Regions from separate parts of the Sus scrofa genome. Here region 2 is linked to region 1. The links are chromatin contacts, called in public HiChIP or PLAC-seq maps. All regions are on one chromosome and are shown on one strand. The core of a region is the stretch at or near the end of the contact, and the rest is flanking DNA. Distances in the headings are between cores, read along the strand shown.

Region 1 (5,576 bases), core at 1,956-4,455:
TAGTAAATTGGGGTGGCTCAGTGAGTCCTGGATTCCTGAAGGAAGGGCCTGACTAGGCTTGGTCTCAGCAGAGCAGAGGAAGCACAGCTGCAGGGAAACCTGGGGTAGATTTAGTCTGGCCCTATTTGAGCTGGGTAGCAAGTCTGTCACTGGGCCCCAGGGACCCCTCCCTTGCTATTGATGTACCAGGGCCTGTGCCTGCCCTCCCCAAATGAGGGAGGCTCAGGTTCCCTGTGGCACCGTGGCCACTGGGGGCCTCTCGCCTCAGACCCCGGCCCTCCTACCCTAGCTCAGACCAGGGCTGTGCCAGGTGACAGCTAAAGCACAACCGAAGAAAGAATCTCTAGGAGAACCAGTGACCCTGGGCACCGACACAAGCAATGACAGAAAGCTCCTAGGGGAATCTAGGTGACAGGAGACAGGGAACGTCCAGACCAGGACCCTGTTGGCCATGTCATCACTCGGGCCAGGCCCGCTTCTTCCTCTGAGACTCAAGTTCCAACGCTGTAAAATAAAGCCACGGTCTGCGTTCCTGGGGTGCTGAGAATAGCACTGAGAGCCGCGGACATTCCCTAGAATCCTTTAGAATCACCAAGTGCTGAACTTGGTAAGGAATTGTTACAATGTCGTCTCAGTGGCAGCCGAGACCTTTCAGATATCTGCCTGACTAGCTGTGAAACCCCTGGTTTGGAAGACTTTTCTCATCCTGGGGATTGTCAGAATGAGTTTGCCCAACCAAAAAACAGGCAGTTGGATTAGGAAAGGTGCAGAGCATTTATCCTTGTGTTTATGATGTGCCAGATGTTCTTATAGCTGTTTTACAAGTGTTCTTTCTCTCACGCATCTGAAAACCCTGCAGTATCTGTCGTGCATTATACTGACGACATATGCAGTACCCTTATTGCTATTGCATGACCGTCAGGAGTTGGCAATAACTGTGTTCTTATCAGCTTAGAGGAAACAACACCAAGGCTTAAGTGGGGGAACTTGCTTCAGCTCACAGGGCTTGAGCTTTGAGTTATGAGTTCACAATGCCTGTCTCCGTTTGTGTCTTCTTATTTTATCAAGTCCGTGTAAGAGTGAACAGAAATTGACTCACAGTCTGTCGGCCACAGATGAGCCAGAGTACGTCGTGTGGCTTTGGAATTAAATGAAATACACATGTCCTGCCCTTTTCCTCTGGCTTCCCCTGCTCTGCCTCAGCTTTCCCCCCTTGTCAAGGGCCTAGGGTGGGGGTCAGCACAGGACATTTGTCCGCATGGAGAGTTCGGCCTAGGTGCCCCTGGAGGTGGCTAGCTTCCGTGGAAGAGGCAGCTTCTGGAACAGCTTGGCCCTGCCATCAGGAGGCCTGGGTGTCAGCTCCGGGCCTGCCTGATACTGGCTCTGGGACCTTAGCAAGTTGTTTATGAGTGTGCCCTGGTCTCACTACCAGTAAAGTGGGGTGAGGGGGTTGGGACTGGGGTGTTGGGATTCAAGTGAGGGCTGCTGTCTCAAGTTGCCTAAAAGAAGCTGCTCGCCCCAAATCTACCGTCCTCACTGGCTCCCGAATCCCAGCACCAGCACAGAATGTGTTTGTAGCGCTTGTTTGCTCACCCCATGAAGGCACAGGGGCAATGGAATGCAGGGGATGGACGACTCAGCCACTGGCTGGCCCAAGTGACAGCTGCTCTGGTCCCTGTGACCCAAAACAGCAGGCCTGAGAACAGGTGCATCTGCACATTTATTCCCAGTCTCTTCTCTCTTCTCTCTATTCTTGCCGTGGGGCCTCAGGAGGAAGGAACAGGGTCAGAGGCGACAGGCGCCTTTGGAAGTAAATGCCTGCCTGGGGCAGTTCGCACAGGTTCAGGCACTCTCCCTCATCCCTCTCTTGGAGGGAGGGCAGCGAAAGTTTGTTCTAAACTTACTTTAGATGTACTTTAGATTTATCCATGAGATTTTTAAGCCACACGTTTGTATTCCTAACAGTATTTCCCTTGGGTCACTTAAAAATGAGTCTGTCAGCGGAGTTCCTGTCGTGGCTCAGTGATTAACAAATCTGACTAGGAACCTTGAGGATATGGGTTTGATCCCTGGCCTTGCTCAGTGGGTTAAGGATCCAGCATTGCTGTGAGCTGTGGTGTATGTCGCAGATGTGGCTTGGATCCCATGCTGCTATGGTTGTGGTATAGGCTGGCGGCTACAGCTCCGATTAAATCCCTAGCCTGGGAACTTCCATATGCTGCAGGTGCGGCCCTAGAAAAGACAAAAAAAAAGTCTGCTTTGGAGTTCTTTTGTGGCGCACTGCGTTAAGGACCCAGCATTTTCACTGCTGTGGCTTGGGTAGCTGCTGTGGTACAGGTTTGATCCCTAGCCTGGTAACTCCTATATGCCATGGATGCGGGGAAAAAAAAAAACAATAATCCTGGGGTGAGGGCCCAGGCCCTGTTTGTTCTTTTTTGGGGGAGGGGGAGCACACTCACGGCATATGGAAGTTCCCAGTCTAGGGGTTGAATTGGAGCAGCCGCAGCTGCCTGCCTATGCCACAGCAATGCCAGATTCAAGCCATGTCTACAACCTACACTGCACCTCATGGCAACACTGGATCCTTAACCCACTGAGCAAGGCCAGTGATGGAACCCACGTCCTCATGGTTACTAGTTGGGTACTTAACCCACTGAGCCATGGTGGGAACCCCTCTGTTTGTTCTTTTACTGCTGATAAACCCACCAGGTAATTGAGCCCAGTGGGTAGGTGTGAGTCAGCTCCCATGCCAGCCTCACACACATGCCACCACTGATGACAGAGAGTCAGACAACGTTTTTTCGCCTTTCACCTTTTTAAAACCCCCAGGTTCTGTGATGATACTATTATTACCCTAAATACAGATAAGGAAGTTGAGCTGGAGAGAGACAGTGACCTGTCCACAACCAGGACCTGGCCTCAGATCCTACATTTCAGTGGCTTTCAGAGAACCAGTGTGCTGCCACATGGGAGGCATGACCAGGTCAGGAAGCTGGGCCATAGGAAGACCCCGGTGTGGGGGCAGAGGAGTGGTTGTTGGCTCGAAGGAAAGGGAGCTGGGGTGTTTGATGTTCCAGCAGCACTTGCAATAAGGGCCTGTCTGCAAAGTGCTCTGAGAGACTGGGGACTCTGGCTGAGATAGCAGAGGAGGGAGCAGCAAGGGCTCAGGACAGGCAAAAACATTTTGTCCTCAAGCCTTCTCAATCTGTGCAACAGGAAATTCCTCAACTCTCCCGAGGCAGCCTGCTTTCCTGGCTACTGCAGCCCAGGCAGAGCAAGGCGATCTCTGCCTTTCCAATACCGGGTTCCCCAAGTGCATGCCCAGGGCCTTCTGTCAAGGCCAAGGCTGCCCCGTGGCCCCTCTGTCAAAGGCAGTGAGATGGAGGCCTGGGGCAGGACGGCTCTGAGAGTCCAGCCTCTGCTCCTGGGCCCTGCCACCCCTCGCTCTCCAGCCCCATGCCCTTCACACAGCCCCCGCACTGGGGGAACTTGTCCCCTAGCCTCCCAGGTCGTGCTCCACGGTGGGCCATATTTTGCCCTCAGAGCCAGCAGGTAACAACTGAGTGGCCAGTTTGGAGTCAGGCCTTTCCAGGTAGGAAAAGAGCAGCCTGGAAATGTACCCCACTGGCTGCAGGCCTCCTGGAGAAAATTTGCTGTGCGGCCCCTGCACTAAGGACTCCAAATACGGCAGTCCCTCCCCTCAAACGCAGAGCCTAGCCTAGAGATACCATAGCCCTCTTGGTCCCCACTGTGCCCTCACCCCCAAAGACAAAAACAAAAAAGCTAAATAAGAATGATGGCTGGTCAGAGCCACCTGGCCTGCAGGACCAAGGGCACGGTCAGAGACAGGACAGCAGGGAGGCCTGTCCTGGTGGGAAACAGACCCCAGCCTGGCCTCCTTGCTGCCCCTCCCGCTTCAGCTCACGTGAGGTAGCTCAGAGCCCGGCTTGCAGAGGAGCCCAAGGATGAGGGAAAGCCAGCTTAACCCATCTCCCCAGAGAACGGAATGGGTGGCCAGCAGCCCTGAACCCAGAGTTCTAGTTTTTGTCAGTGGCTAGCTGGTATACCCCCTCCCTCTCCCAGAGAGCTCCCCCCACCCCCCAGTTTTTAGTGAAATGATCTGGCTACCGCACACTGCATATATACCTGTTTTTATACATCTTGGGTTTTATTTATTTTTTATAGAATGATTTTTATGTTTTTCATTACAGCTGGTTTACAGTGTCCTGTCAATTTTCTGCTGTACAGCAAGGTGACCCAGTCACACATACATATATGTACATTCTTTTTTCTTCTCACATTGTCAGGCTCTGTCATATGTGGCTAGATATAGTTCCCAGTGCTACACAGCAGGATCTCATTGCTTATCTAAAATATACAAACAACTTATACAGCATGCTGCATATATTTATGGCATTTAATTTGAAACTTTCACACACGAAACCATCACATGGTTTTAGGAAATGAACATCTCCATCACCCCCACATGCTTCCCTGAGCCCCTCTCCCCGACGACCTTCCTGTCACTGTAGTTTGCCTCTTCTAGACTTTCTTTTTTTTTTTTTGTCTTTTTGCTATTTCTTTGGGCTGCTCCCGCGGCATATGGAGGTTCCCAGGCTAGGGATCGAATCGGAGCTGTAGCCACTGGCCTCCACCAGAGCCACAGCAACGCAAGATCCGAGCTGCGTCTGCAACCTACACCACAGCTCACGGCAACGCTGGATCTTTAACCCACTGAGCAAGGGCAGGGACCGAACCCGCAACCTCATGGTTCCTAGTCGGATTCGTTAACCACTGCACCACGACAGGAACTCCCTTTTTTTTTAAATTTTTTTTTATTTTTTAATTTTTTTTTAGACTTTTAGATAAAGGGAATCACCCAGTGTGCACTCTTTCTGTGCCTGGCTTCTCTCATTCGGTTAATTTTTGTGAGACTGTCCCTCTTGTGTCTGTCACTAGCGCTGAGTAATATTCCATAGGATGGATGTGTCATAATTTGTCTCAATTCATTTGTTGGTGGATATTTGGGTTGTTTCCAGTTTGGGGCTCTTAGGAACCAAGCTGCTATGAAGGTTTGTGTACACATCTCTACATGGACGTGTGCTTTCGTTTCTGGTGTGTAAATACCCAGGAGTAGAATGAATAGATCAGATGGTAAATACATGTTTAACTTTTTTTTTTTTTTTTGTCTTTTTAGGGCTGCACCCACAGTATATGGAGGTTCCCAGGCTAGGGGTCAAATTGGAGCTGTAGCCGCTGGCCTACGCAATGCGGGATCTGAGCTGCGTCTGCAACCCACTCCACAGCTCACGGTAATGCCGGACCCTCAACCCACTGAGCAAGGCCAGGGATCGAACTCACCACCTCATGGTTCCTAGTCGGATTCGCCAACAACTGCACCACGACGGGAACTCCATGTATGTTTAACTTTTTAAGAAGTTAAACTTAAAAGCCAAAATTTTCAGAAGGGTCTGTACTATTTTGCGCTCATGCCAGCACCATAGGAGCGTTCCAGTTGCTCCACATTCCTTGCCAGCACCCGTACTTAGGTGATCAGTCTTTCCTTTTAGTCATTT
Region 2 (5,576 bases), core at 805-3,304, 52 kb after region 1:
GCCTGCCTCCATCTGGACCCCATTGGGGCACCTTGATGCTGCATGCAGGACAGGAGGGCTCTTAGGGGGAGGCCCTCCAGCCTCGACCAGCCCCACACAACTCGTGCTGCTGCATCCCTTAGGGGGTGCAGAGTGCGGGTCGGGGCCCCCTTTCTTTCCTGGCTCAAGTCTCCAGCACCTGCCCCACTCTCTGCCCCCAGATCCAGGAGAGTGAGCACATCAAGGTGGAGAACAGTGAGAATGGCAGCAAGCTCACCATCCGGGCCGCGCGCCAGGAGCACTGTGGCTGCTACACTCTGCTGGTGGAGAACAAGCTGGGCAGCAGGCAGGCCCAGGTCAACCTCACTGTTGTGGGTGAGTGGGGGGACAGGGCACAGGGCAGGTGGGATGCTGGACCTGGGGCCTTATCTCACGGGGTCGCTCCTCCAGCTCGAGTTCCCTCCGCTCTCCCACTCCCTGCTCTCACACCGCTGCTGCCCTTCATGCTTGTCAAGAAGGGCTTCGCAGGCCTTGCACACACAGTGCCTGCCTCTCCAGCCTTTGGAGACCCTGAACTCTAGGACTCCAGATCTCCAGCCAGCACCCGTGATCCCACTCCCCCAGGTCCACACCTGCCCCCAACCTCCGGTCCCCTTGCAAACCCTCACCTTGAATCCATGCTGCCTTTCAACTTTACTGCCACTGTGCCTGAGTTTGGGGCACAGCAGGAGAATGGCATCAACCCACAGACTGTGCTCAGCGGAGGCGTCAGTGTCACAGCCTTTGCTCAAGACCCGCCCCCGCCTCCACCCTGCAGGCCTTGGCCTCTCGCATCTCTGAGCAGCAGGAGGCATCAGGCACGGAGCTGCTCCACTTGGGGGCCCCACCCCACAGGCATCTCTTTCTCTATCCCTGTGCTGACTCCACCCTCCAGGCTCTACGTACGGCCCACCTTTCCCCTGGGCTCTAGACCCCAGGCTCTCGAGGGCTCCAACCCCCATACCCATTCTCTTCCACTTCTCCACTTCCCCAGGGCTCTCCTGTCTTGGCCAAGCACACAGGCAGGTATAACTCCTGCAGTATCTCCTCTTGCTCTGGCCGCCCTCGCATCTCTCTCTCCTGCTCTCGACAGGGCCAAACCCTCTAAAAGGGTCAGTCTCGGCTCTGAGTCTGCTTCTTTGCCTCCCTGGCAACAATCTCCAGCTGCCCGTAGCCTTGGGCTCAGGCCCCATTACTTACTGGGACTGCCCTTCTGAGGTCACCGTGCCCTCCTAATCCCAAATCCACTCCCTTTTTCTTATCTCCTACATCCCAGTACTGAGCTTAGAGCCTGTCACCAGCCCGATTGTCAAGTTTGCCTGTTCCTCTCCATCTCACTCAGTCACTGTGTTTCTCATGTCTTGGGCAACTCTCTCCTGAAATCTCAAACTAGCTTTCTGCCTGGCCATCTGCCATCCGCCCTGCTCAGTCCGTTGTCCCCCTATGTGGCAGGCATTCAGGACAGCGAAGGGGCGGCGGATGGAAAGCTGGGCCTTGTGCACCTTGTGAGCCTTCGTAGGTGGTGTACACAAAAGCCTTTCCCCCAGGTCAGGAGTTCGTTCTGTCTCTGGGAAGGCCAGTGGACCAGGTGCTCAGGGAACAGGCTTCTCACCTACAAAAGACAGGCATCTCACTCTCTGGTGACTTGGGATGCTTATTTTAATCCTTTCCCCTGAGGAGTCGGGAACATTTTGGGGGGTGGGGGGTTGGTGCTAGTGACCCAGCTTGTTACACTTTGCCTGTACCCAAAGTATCGATGTGGCCCCATGCCCCCACCTGCCAGTGGGTATCGGTTTCCAGTTTTCCCTGGCATTCTCTCTCATCAGCCCCCCGCCCCCCCCAACCCCCGCGCGGGGGAAATCAGGGGTCAACTCCTTGGAGCTGCTTTTCTGTGTCCAGTGCCCCCTGCCCCCACTGGGGCCCCTCTGCAGGATGCCACCCTCTCTCCCTCCTCCACCACCACCACCACCACTACACGGGCCGCACTTGTAGCCTTTTATGGTTTAGTTTCTCATTCTCCTCGGCCAGTGCTGACAGGGCCATCGGTGTGGCTGCCCGCCAGCTGGCAGGAGCAACATGTTAAATGCCGTCCTGGGAGGGGAATGGAATGGAGGGGCAGGGCTTTCTGTCTGCCTCCCCCTCAGAGAGCTAAGAATAGAACTGCTCAATAAAATGAGGACTCGCATTGATGGACACAGCAAAGCCACATTCATTCAGAACCCGGGGATTTAGAATCAGTCCAAAGTCAAGCTGGATTAAGCCCAGATTTACCTGCATGTCTCTAGGGACATCTGTCTACTGTCTTATCAGGGTTGATGAAGTAGATGTAACATGGAAAGGGAATGAGACAGGAATCGTGTGGCCTACTCTGGACAGTTTCGAGCATCCATTTCTAAGCCAGCTATTAAATACGGCTGGTTTAACCCAACTTCCACTAATTAGCAGTCAACTTCTCTTCTTGGATGTTCTTTAAAGGATCCCGTTCTCTTCAGATAGTCTGTGACTCCTTTTTTTTAAATAAGGATAAAAACCAACCTTCCCCTCAGTTAGTTTCAGTGAGTGATGTGTAGCTATTTTGAAGGCTTATTATTATTATATTTGCCAAGGCGGTGCAGGGATCTGTGATGCTCGGGGCCTCTGCCCACCCCCGCGGCTCCGGCCTCAGCCTGGAAGGAGAGAAGCTGGACCCAGGTGGATTCCTTCCTGCCACTAGTCCAGCACAAGAAAAACAGGCTGCTTTGCATATCTTTAAAGAAGAAAAACAAAGCAGAGAGAATGAATCCCAGATACCCAGAAATCCCCCAATACTATCTAAGCTTGAAACTTGCATGATTTTTTTTTTTTTTTTTTTTTTTTTGTCTTTTGGCCTTTTCTAGGGCCACTCCCACAGCATATGGAGGTTCCTAGGCTAGGGGTCCAAGCAGAGCTGTAGCCGCCAGCCTACACCAGAGCCACAGCAATGCGGGATCCGAACCACGTCTGTGACCTACACCACAGCTTACGGCAATGCTGGATCCTTAACCCACTGAGCAAGGCCGGGGATCGAACCCACAACCTCATGGTTCCTAGTTGGATTAGTTAACCACTGAGCCACGATGAGAACTCCGAACTTGCGTGATTTTTAAGGGCAGGAGATTTCCTTTTGAAACACTTGGCTTGGGCTTAAGCAAGATGCATTCTTGATCTTGTTTGGCCCAATAGCTTGGACAATCATGGGCCCTTGGAGTGAGTGTCTGGAGTCTTTTTCAAATGCCCTTTTGGCTCTGCCTCTGGCCAGATGGGTATTTTTGGTGAGCAAAATGCCTTAGCCTGCAAGGCCTGGGATTACCCAGGTAGACAGCCTGGAGACCCCTGCAGCTCTGCCAGTCTCTAAAAGCTGCACGTGGCTGCTGTGGTGCCAGTAAAGGTGCCAGTCCAGGCAAGGTTGGGCTCAGCCACAAACCATCCTCAAAGTTCACAGGCATGTGGAGATGGTTACTCCAGAGAAGCATTAGAGGCGAGAGCCTCTGTTTTCCCAGGAGTGAGAGCGTTTTCTAAAAGAGAAAATCCTGGCGCTGGTGGCACAGGAGGCCCTTCCCTTAGACTCAGTGTTTCCCACTCTGCTAGTCAGGTCTCCAGGGAGCCATGGGAGAATTCCAAGGAAATGTGGAGCTCGGGGCCCCAGACACCAAGCCCTCCTGGCCTCTGCCAGGCCATGCCCAGGCCTCCCTCCCAACCCCAGTGCGTCTGTGTCTTTGGCATGGAGGGGAGGCTCTGTTCTGAGGATGTCTGTTCTCTCCTGAGGGTTTTTGTCCCCAGCTTGTGCAGCCTTTGTGTATGGCTCCTTAGGTTGGAAAGAACAGAAAACATCAGACCCAGCCTATGGCTCCAAGGGCGGGCGGTGGGGGTGGGGGCTTCCAATCCCCCCTGACTTCAGACTTAACGTCTATTCTGAACTCCTTAATTTGGCAGCAAATTCCTTGAAAGCATTGAAGTTTCACTTAGAATTAAAGTCGTCATGGCGCAGCAGTAATGAATCCAACTAGTCTCCATGAGGACTTGGGTTCCACCCCTGGCCTTGCTCAGTGGGTTAAGGATCCAGTGTTGCTGTGAGCTCTGGTGTAGGTCGCAGACACGCTCGGATACCACACTGCTGTGGCTGTGGTGTAGGCCAGCAGCTGTAGCTCTGATTCGACCCCTAGCCTGGGAACCTCCATATGCTGCAGGTGTGGCCCTAAAAAGACAAAAAAAAAAAAAAAAAAAAAAGCCTCTCTCCCAAGTTTTGCATCTTCTCCAGGGCTGCGGGCATGTATGTTCCATGTCAGTCCTTCTCTCTCTTTCAGCCAAGAGACATCTGGAACAAGGAAGGGAATTAATAGCACTTCTTCTGAAATGCCCATTTCTCAAAGTTTTCTTTTCTTGACCAAAGCAGGAGGGGAGAGTATCCGTCAGAGGCATGCACCTGTATTCGTTGTCTCAAACTACAGGACCCTACACATGTCCAATCAGACGTTTTCCAGGCGTTTCCTTGGAGGCAGGCTGGGAGTCTGTCTTTCATCTTTCTTTAGGCCTTTTTACTTCCTTAGCTGGGTCTTGAGAGGACTTGAGCCACTTGCCTGTAAGAGCGTTTAGAGTAACAAACATCTTAGCCAACACTAAAAGTATTTCTAAAAAGACCAATATATCTTTCAGAACAAACAGTTTTTCTAAGAGAACATATGGAACAATCAGTGAAAGTGGTTCCATCACGGGAGGCCTCCAGAGTGACTGCCGCTGGTGGGGAGTGGCTGTTGTAACCCCAGAGTCATTCCTGGACGAGTCAGCCCAGGCTTAGGTTGCAGGGGATGGATGGCTTCCGGGCAGTGCATTCTTGGCTGGAATGCAGAAGCAGCAGGGCTGGGGGAGGTGGGAGAATGAAGATGTGTGTGTGTGTGTGTGTGTGTGTGTGTGTATGTGTGTGTGTGTGTGTGTGTAAATGTGTGTATATATATGTATGTGTTTATTTAGGTGTACGCGGACACACAGACACACACATACAGAGGCAGGATGTTTTTTTTCTTCTCCATATGCTCAGGTCATATACAAATATGCAGGAATTTTCTTTGGCCTTCCTGCCTTGCTGAGGAGAGGAGAGGTCAAGTTCTTTGCCTGGGCTTGTTTATTTGATGCTTGCAAAACCCTGAAGAGGTAGATCTATGTTAGCCCCATTTTCCAAATGGAAAAGACAAACAAATGAGTCTTGGAAGTGAAGGAATTCACTGGAATTCACATTGCTTATAAATTCACAGAGCAGAAAGGCAGGGGTTTTAATTGCTCATTTGGGGAGCCCTATACCTCAAATTGCCTTAGGGGAGATGAAGGGTTACTGAATGCTGGTATCTGTAACTAAACCAACCACCTGCAGAGGTTAAATCTGAAAAATAGGGGAATTTTATTCAGATGAACAACTGACAAAACCAGCACAACTCAGGAACCTCATTAGTGAGGTCCTGGCTACCATGATCTGCCTTGAACTTGGCAGTGTTCCTTGTTCTTAGCATTACAGGTCTGAGCGGGAAGGTGGCCAGACAAAGGGGACA

The links. HiChIP or PLAC-seq counts read pairs in DNA pulled down with a chosen protein or histone mark.
Region 2: a contact with region 1 is called in an H3K27ac HiChIP or PLAC-seq map of skeletal muscle. The contact joins two enhancer-like sites. A contact is called at or near these places in 1 of 5 promoter capture datasets (liver), 20 of 47 Hi-C or Micro-C datasets (alveolar macrophages, brain, embryonic fibroblasts and 12 more) and 1 of 2 datasets of contacts at active chromatin or transcription factors (skeletal muscle).

What each region holds. Positions count from the first base shown.
Region 1 is chr13:136,709,711-136,715,286 of Sscrofa11.1, forward strand. The region is part of intron 13 of MYLK (myosin light chain kinase, smooth muscle); the gene reads left to right. Among named protein-coding and RNA genes, the nearest start is that of HACD2, 120 kb to the right of the region's middle. Within about 2 kb of position 3,206, at least 16 of the 83 cell types and tissues checked have an H3K27ac peak or open chromatin away from gene starts, as enhancers often do. A contact at or near this core is called in omental adipose tissue, skeletal muscle and subcutaneous adipose tissue, where this site is marked.
Region 2 is chr13:136,762,482-136,768,057 of Sscrofa11.1, forward strand. MYLK (myosin light chain kinase, smooth muscle) reads left to right here. Exons shown (of 34, transcript XM_021070234.1): 23 at 201-354. Among named protein-coding and RNA genes, the nearest start is that of HACD2, 69 kb to the right of the region's middle. Within about 2 kb of position 2,055, at least 25 of the 83 cell types and tissues checked have an H3K27ac peak or open chromatin away from gene starts, as enhancers often do. A contact at or near this core is called in omental adipose tissue, skeletal muscle and subcutaneous adipose tissue, where this site is marked.